Linked DNA regions of Danio rerio: region 1 is linked to region 2. Evidence: chromatin contacts called from public Hi-C data. All regions are on one chromosome and are shown on one strand. The core of a region is the stretch at or near the end of the contact, and the rest is flanking DNA. Distances in the headings are between cores, read along the strand shown. Region 1 holds the start of acmsd (aminocarboxymuconate semialdehyde decarboxylase). Region 2 overlaps kif5c (kinesin family member 5C).

Region 1 (4,552 bases), core at 144-2,643, 64 kb before region 2:
GCCTATAGTTCCTCCTTCAGATGGACACAGATTAGAGTCTTGTCAAGTGTTTGACTGCCTCACCTGCCTGCCAGAGCCCTGTCCAGTCCTCAATGAGATAACGACTGAATGACACAATGTTATGATTGTGTTCCTTTCAACTGTGTTTATTCAAGTCTAATGATGTTTGCGCTAAGAAATATCGGACAAGCAGTAGTTTTAAATACATAAACAAAGAGACTGTCAAATTTCTTTGTACATAAGTAAAACGTTTATGTTTTAAACAATGTGCGGTCACATATTTGCGTTGATCTAAAATGTTGTTGCTCTGTAATTTTACTTTAAATTTAAGTTACTTTGAACGTTCCTTTTGAAGCTTCATAACTTAAACACCGACAAAACACACTAGTTTGCGATTTTCCTCGAACAAAAAACTCGGAATCCAAAACGCGACGTTTTTACGACATTTTAATAAGCAACAACAAGACCCGGAACTAAGAGGAGTGGAGTAGGTTAAGTTTTCCTCTTTGATCAACCCTTCCTGCAATCCACTGATTGATGATCCAGCCCAGGGTTTCCATCTACTCTTTACTGTGAGAACCCGATTTTAAATAAAACACAATTAACTTAATTGTTAAAAATGATAATATTCTGTGTCGTCTATTTCAATTTGGTTTCAATTAGAATTTTTTTTTTAAATGTAAAAAATACAAACAATACAAAAAAAGTTATTTGAACTTAAAATTGAACTTACTTCATAACTTAAATAGTAGGCCTAGGTAGCAATACAATTTGGACGTAATTAATTACCACATTACTACGTACTACATGACTCGTTGTTCAACACACGTTTGGGTAAAATGTGCATATAGATGCTAAAGTGGTGTTAAAAATTAAAAATCGGTTCGTTTTGTCGATTATTTAATTTCATTAGTGCATTTGATTTAAATAAACGAAACATTGTTATTTAGTATGTGTTTGCATCTGAACTGCCAGCGTTGATAAGTCTTGATGTCAGATGAATGCCAGTCTCTGATGCACTGCCTTAAGTCACCAATAGAGGACAGTGATGTGCAGGAGGTGAACTATTAGGGCACGTCTGAATTCATCGAAACTAGTTCTCACAGACTGCACAGCAGGCAGACTCACCTTTCTCAGACAATTTTATAAACCTTATTTTATTATAAATACCTTTTTGTGTTTTTTGTGTGTGTGTTTTTTACTGTCTGCAGTAGCCTATATTGGATAAAGGTTAATCTATAATCTGTATTTAAAAAAATTATTACAGGTATGAAATCTATGCTGACAGGTCATAATAAGTTAATTCTGGTTGGTCTCTATCTTCTCAGGGTTTTTCATTGGACTGTTTTAAAATGCCAGGGATCAGGGGTGGGAATGTTTGTTTTCCGTTTCACACACCGCTGAACATTCACAACAGCGCAAGGGTGAATGTTCAGTTGACAAGCTTCAGTGCTGAGATTTGAGCACTTAAAATCAGAAGAATGAAGGTTGATATTCATAATCATATTTTACCAAGGGAATGGCCAGACTTAAAACAGGTAGGTTGCTTAGGGTGGAACATTTATGCTTTTTTATGGGTCATTAAGGGTAACCAAGACTTCCAGGCTCACATGATGTATTTTTTTTTTCAATGTTTCACATAGCAGTTACCTTGATGCCTTTAAACTGCCTCTGATAGATTTTAATACAAAGGCCAACATTTGAATGGTGAACTGTGTATAGAAAATGTGCTTAGTCATATATAGTTCAATTCAATAATGTTTATTTATAGCGCTTTTTACAATGTAGATTGTGTCAAAGCAGCTAAACATAGTTCTAGTAAAAAATTAGTTTGTCTTTATTTTTGTATCTTTATAATCAGATATTATTATTGATATCAAGTATGTTGTCAGTGTTAAAAGTGTTAAATGAGACTGCCCGAACTTATGAAAGGAATGCTTCTGTTAAACATTAATGAAGGCGCTTGAACACTAACCCTGACCTTTATTGTTTGTTTATCTCAGTGAGCAAAGGGAATCCTTGTAATCATTTGTCAGGTGTTTTTTAATTTTTATTTGTCGTAAATCTGTTATATTATGCTGTTAAAGTACCTTATTTGACATCACACTAAAACAAACAATGAATCTAAGTGTAAAATAAAATTATTTTAAAATAAAATTATTTTTACAAGTTGATTTAATTAACATTGTACTAAATACTTCAGTCATCAAGATGAAATTAAAAGGATAAATATGAAACATGGTTAACTTTTTTTAATAATTTATGTAGAAATGCACTGCCTGTCTGGAAAAAAAGCAACTATTTGAATTTAGCAAGCACTGATCAGGACTTTATTGTTTTAATCAATGAAAGATCCCAACCAAAATTGAATGTACAACTTGTTGAAACTTTTGTCAAAGTTTGTCGAAACAGTGCCATGCTGAATGCACATAATCAAAGCTAAATATGTACCTATATACAGTATTTGACCCTGGTAAACCACTTTGTAAAGTCTAGTACATCCCAAAAATATTCAGTGGGGTTCAGGTCAATTGGTGTTCAAGTCATATGTGAAACTGAAGCCTTACAGTCTGAGCCCAATGAATCCTAAAATTGTCATCCTGGAATATGACTGGGAAAATGTCTTCTGACTTGATTGTTCTTGATATACACATTGCATCATTTAGGGTTAAAAGAATTGTTGATGTACAGCAAGATAAAGGCATATTAATCATTGTGATAAAAATCTAATGATATACTCTTAAGTATTTACTTAAATCCAAACAGACTTTTTATGGCAGACAATGTATTCTGTTAAATTTTTACAGTGAAATATTAACATTTTGGTTCATGATTCACAGAGATATGGATATGGTGGATTCGTTCAACTTCACCATCACTGCAAAGTAAGTTTAAAAAATGTTTATTTTATTGTTATTATTATTATTATGTATTGCCTTACACACCTGATCATTGCTGATGGAGAAAACCAGCTTGATCTGTAGCTCAGCCTGATGACGGTGGAAGAACACCAGCTGGACGGAAAAGGTTTTGCATGCCTGGCTATAGATCCAGCTGGCATGATCTCATGCTAGCTCTTCCTGAAAGTGTGAGAGTACATTACGACCCCCGTGAGGAATGAGTGGGCAGCAGAGACAGATCTGATCCTCCTCTCAGAGCAGGACGATGTTAAAGCATCTGCCAGCTTCTCCAAGTACCTGCAGGCCTTTAGATTAATTGGATTTCTCTGTACTGTGTTTCAGCTGCTTGTCTCTGGTGGTTTCTGGCCTACTCCTTTGCTTAGCTGATTTTTATTTATTTTATTTTTTTGCTTCGCTACAATAGGAGTTATTATTTTCAAATGGAAAGACTAAACAATTATGAGAAGAGATGCTCATTAATAATTATGTTTTGCTAGACTGAGCAGCACTTTTTTGTTGTTTGCCTAAATTCCTTTCCAGTGCTGCTTTTAATTTATTCGAATGAGAAAACTTCCTATAAAGCCCTTAGTTTTAAGAATACCTGCATGATAATCAGGAGGGTTTGTTGCTGGTGGAAAAAGAGGACAGCAGGCCTTCCCTTGGCTCCTCTCTGAGCAGCTGAGCTCCACATGGGGTTTAGCGTCAGTAAAATATCAGACCAACACTAGATCACCTTGAGTACAAATACTCTCACACAAACTCAGACTAATAAATCAGCCTGAGCCTATTTACCGTATAAGAAACAAAATGGAATAAAGAATGAAGGAATCTTAAATGAACTACAACCTCAATTCCAGGAAACTGCTCTTTTTACATTCTCTTTAATCTTTAAGAAAGGATTTTCAATGTTTTCACTGACCTAATCACTGATTATAATAATTATTTTAACTAGCAGGGTTCATGTTCAGCTTTAAAAGGAATATTTTTAAAGAAAATATGGATCAGGGCTCATCATTTTGTTCTGAAATTCATAAGAAGTTTGTATAACAAATCAAACCTCACATTGCTGAAGAGAATTAACAAACAACATAGTCTATATTTCAGAGAAAATGCTAAATGTAACAACATGTTAAGAATTGGAGTTGTATAGCAAAGTTTGATTAATTTAATAAGAAATTGTAGTATAACATGATTTAACACTCTGAACATAATATTGTATCTTTGAACTGAATATGAATATACACTGAACAGTATATGTGTAAAATGTAAATTTTATGCCAAAAACTTTCAAAAAAAGTTATAGCATTGAAATACTGAGTATTTGACTTTGCTCTTTACTGCCACCGGGTGTCTGAAAGTGCTAACTGTTATGTGACAAAAACAGTAGTTTTACCAGTGCATGATTACAGTGTAAAGTGTACCTGAAAGCCTCTTTAACTTCCACTCTAATATTTGTCGTTAATTATAATAAAAACCTAAACAGTTAGTCTACTTGTACTTGATATGCTGGTTTCATTCTGATTTATTACTGGCTGACGTCATGTCTGCTTCTGAAATATAACACAACCTGCTAATTCACCCACAATATAGCCTTAGTGACAGGTTTGGGTGAGTAGAACAAAAGACACAAGATAATACTCTGTTGACTGTAG
Region 2 (4,576 bases), core at 1,597-4,096:
AATAAGCAGTTTAGGAAATATGTTCAACAACATCTGGCCAATGAGAGATGTGATTTTGTCAGATGAGGGCATTTTAGTTCGTTTCAACTGGTTCGGACTAAAGCCAGCAGTGTGGTGTGAAAACAACCCAAAGACGGCATTTGTATCATTTATTACCCTTGGTCCGGACCAAATGAAGCGAACTACATGTGTGAAAGCACCCTTAGTCTTCTAAGGGTTTGTTATCAAAGTCTCTTTTAAGGTGTATTCTATAATATGTTATTATGCGGTCCTGTCGCCATCTTGTAAATGAAAACGTCAACCGCCTTTAGTCTACTACTCAGTATGGCAGACTATGGCCGCCAACGAGCTGTCTCTTAGAATTTGTAAATATTTTAAAATAGGCTCTATTCTTATAAATAAACAGCATAGTTGCAATCTAAACAAGTACATTCTTGACTAAAAAAAGGCTCAAAAGCACATTATGTTGTTCCATAGATATATACACTAGATATCACAAAGGGATCCTGAGCATGTGTCGATAGCGCCGCCATATTTGTACAGTGCTCCCAGGACAAGTGTCATTCAACCGCACTAGTCAAGACAGTGTTATTACGTGAAAATGCTGGACTTTAGCGCTGTCTACGGGTGTAGTAACAAGCAAACAAAGGAAACAAAGCACAGAGGCAGAACATTACATAGGTAAGATTCAGTTTTTTACGTTTTTGTATGTTATGAACTTTTGTGCTGCACAGGTAACGTTACTGATGATAATACAGTCACTTACTGAATTCACCATAAGGCAAAGTAGCATCAACTCACACTAAATACTCTGCTTATGCTAGTTTTGTTGAATAAAATCAGCAAACAATGCAAAAGAAATATGAAAATGAGATGCTGCGCTGCCAAAAACTTGTATTATTGTCGGCTAGTAAAGGAGTTATCAAAACGGAGATTCATTCACAAACGAATAGCTCCCCTCGTCAGTATGAGAAGTGAAAGCAGTAAAGGAGGTGTGTTTCAGGAAGGGTAGATAGTACATTTCCATAAACACAAACATAAGCTTTTTTTCGGGAATGCCTGTGCGATCAGTTGTCCATCAATGTAGAAAAGTGATGTAAAATATAATTTCGTAATTTATAAAAATAATTTAGCATACTGACCTCCGATAAAACTCCCGATCATAGATATATGTATATATGTGTAATTATCTGGCTCTAGATGGCCACAGTCCTCCAGTCTTACCCTGTACTAAAACGGCGGCTCTATTGACGCATACCTTCCAATAGACAACAACAGGGTAGGCGACATCTAATGTATATATCTATGATGTTGTTCAACAGCTGAAATATTTGTCAAACTGTAGACTGTCCTTTGCTTGTTGCTGACTGGATGTGGGCAGAGTAATACACAAAGGGTAAAGAGGCTGTACGGGTGCTGATATTACTTAAATATCTCACAGCTATCAGTCAATCAGATTTAAGAACCAGACAGAACTGTTGTATGTACAGTTGATGTCAGAATTATTAGTCCCCCTGAATTATTAGCCCCCCTGTTTATTTGTTTCCCCAATTTCTGTTTAATGGAGAGATTTTTTCAACACATTTCTAAACATAATAGTTTTAATAACTCATTTTAAATAAATGAATTATTTTATCTTTGCCATGATGACAGAAAATAATATATTACTAGATCTTTTTCAAGACACTTCTATACAGCTTAAAGTGTCATTTAAAGGCTTAACTAGGTTAATTAGGTTAACTAAGCAGGATAGGGTAATTAGGCAAGTTATTGTATAATGGTTTGTTCTGTAGACTATTGAAAAAAATATAGCTTAAAAGGGGTAATAATTTTGTGTCTTAAATGGTGTTTAAAAAAAATTATAACTGCTTTTATTCTAGCTGAAATACAACAAATAAGACTTTCCCCAGAAGAAAAAATATTACCAGACATACTGTGAAAATTTCCTTTTTCTGTTAAACATCATTATTAACATCATTTCTGTACAACATCATCATTATTAAACAAAATTCAAAGGGGTGCTAATAATTCTGACTTTAACTGTGTGTGTATATATATATATATATATATATATATATATATATATATATATATATATATATATATATATATATATATATATATATATATATATATATATATATATAAACTGAATTATTACGTAATTGTTAAAACATTTAATAATCGTTAAAAAATATTTTAAAATTTTACTCCAATCCTCTGTGCCATATGATCCTTCAGAAATAATGTTAATGTTAACTGGTATATAAGCATATAATAATATAGTAGGTATAATACATAATAAATGTACTGTACTTAGATTATCATTATATAATTTGAAGATGGTGGAACAGCTTTTTTGGTAAAAAAAAAAAAAAAAGTGATATCAATGAGGTATGAGAGATAATAAATAAGAATTATTTTATTTATAGAAAGTTAGATGACAGCATTTGTTTCAAACTGATAAATTTTGTAATACTTAAATGTGTTTACTTCACCATTGATAAATTTAACATCATACCACCTGATTACTAGCATTATTGATTTAAATGATTAATTTCTCACAGCATACTTTTAAACTGGAACCTACATGAGCTCATTTAAATGATGTAATTTAAAATGTATTGAAGTGGTTTTTACCTGAGTTCCTGCTGTTTCTCTGTCTTTATTCAGTTGTCAGAGCTGAATGGAGGAATGGAGGAGGAATTCACTATGGCACGGCTCTTCATCAGTAAGATGAAGTCAGAAGTAAAGTCTCTGGTCAACCGCAGTAAACAGCTAGAGAGCACGCAGAGCGACACCATGCGTAAAATGCAGGCCAACGAGAAAGAGCTGGCGTCCTGTCAGATGCTGATTTCTCAGGTACACACAAGCAGTCAACTGCGCCCCCTAGTGATCAGTATCCAGACACATGGGCGATTCTTCTCTTTGATCTCCTGATGATTTTAAAAAGAAAGAAAAAATGTAACGGCTCTATTTTAAATGGTTTGTAAGTTTCATTTTTTCACAGCTTTTTTTCTCATTTTAAGAATAGTGATATATAGATTTTTTTTGCAGATTATCTGTTTTAGTTTTCCTGTATACACTTTTTATTTTTGCCCCTATATTAACTGATTAAAGATTGTTACATTTACAAAAAGGTTTTTTAATGTTCTATTCCATTAATATAAGTTCTTAAGCACAATAATCTAAACATTGTTTTTTTGTGTTTTATGTTTTTTTCTTCCTGTGTCCAGCATCAAGCAAAGATCAAATCCCTCACAGACTACATGCAGAACATGGAACAGAAGAAGAGACAGCTGGAGGAAAGCCATGATTCACTGACAGAGGAACTCGCTAAACTCCATGCAGAAGGTCTTTGTGGTTTAAAATCTTGCTAAATCTGTCACAAAAAAAATGTGGTAATGTGAAAATGAAAAACAAGCACACTTAAAAGTAAGTTTGAACACAGCTATGGATAAACTTAGGAGACCAATTGAAAATAATCTACATTTATAGCAACAAAAATGCCTTTCATAAAAGTTTACAGACATTTTATATTCATTTTTACACAACAAAATGCCAATGTTTTAGCTTTAAAAGAGTTAAGAAATCAATATTTGGAGGAATAAACCTCATTTTCAATCACAACAAATAAAAACATTTTTTTTAAAAAGATTGCTTTAATCGACAATACCATCATTTGAAATTAGAAAGATATTTTACTCAACCCCATACCAAATAAATCCATTAAATCCAGAGGAACTGAACATTTTTAATTGGTTATATAATTTTTCCATGTCTGTAGATTTAAAAATATTCAGAAATCTTTGCCATCATTTTGGTTGTTACAGAAAGGATGCATGAGGTTTCAGTCCTGGATAAGGAGAAGGAACACATGAGCAGAATGCAGGATGCTGAAGAAATGAAGGTGAAAAACACAAACACTGCCTCTGAAACCTCAAGCTACTATGTCCATAAGAAATAGACATCTAAACATACACATCTTGGCTAAAACAAGGCTAAATTTGGGCTCTCTGTAAAAATATAACAGATGCCTTAGAGTAGCCCAAAGCGATTTTTACCGACAGCTCAATATTCACCTTTTTTTTTAACCACTAAGTTAACATTTATACATCTATAAGACTTATTTTGAACACAAAAAATGCTTTCAGGGCAAGTACATGCCATTATCGTATCTGAATTTTTTACACAACATTTTGACAACACAAACACTCTTCTGGGCCTCATTTGCAGCTACATTCTTTAAGGGTCAAAGTAGATGTTGTTTGCTGGAAGAGTTGGCATTTTACTAATGTGTTACAAACCTATGCAGGGGATTGACAAATCATTTCAGGCAATTCAGAATCAATAACTCAATTTATTGTGCAATTTGATCTTTAAACCATCATATGTACACTTTAAATGTAATAACATACATGATAAATGTTCAAATAAATAATAGTATATATAAATCTGTGTGTCTGCATATAGAAAGCCCTGGAGCAGCAGATGGAAAGCCACAGAGAGACTCATCAGAAGCAGCTTTCACGTCTGCGGGATGAGATCGAGGAGAAACAGAGGATACTAGATGAGC

Evidence for each region. A called contact is a pair of places that touch in the nucleus more often than the background predicts.
Region 1: a contact with region 2 is called in a Hi-C map of an unstated tissue, with 4 times the contacts expected there. The contact joins the promoter of acmsd here to the enhancer-like site in region 2. A contact is called at or near these places in 2 of 18 Hi-C or Micro-C datasets (caudal fin and an unstated tissue).

What each region holds. Positions count from the first base shown.
Region 1 is chr9:24,868,918-24,873,469 of GRCz12tu, reverse strand. acmsd (aminocarboxymuconate semialdehyde decarboxylase) reads left to right here and starts at 1,393. Exons shown (of 10, transcript NM_001089494.1): 1 at 1,393-1,538; 2 at 2,841-2,885. The coding sequence starts at 1,482.
Region 2 is chr9:24,806,316-24,810,891 of GRCz12tu, reverse strand. It overlaps kif5c (kinesin family member 5C), which reads left to right. Exons shown (of 25, transcript NM_001123275.1): 16 at 2,674-2,862; 17 at 3,237-3,354; 18 at 3,834-3,910; 19 at 4,474-4,576. Among named protein-coding and RNA genes, the nearest start is that of kif5c, 27 kb to the left of the region's middle. Within about 2 kb of position 2,846, at least 6 of the 62 cell types and tissues checked have an H3K27ac peak or open chromatin away from gene starts, as enhancers often do.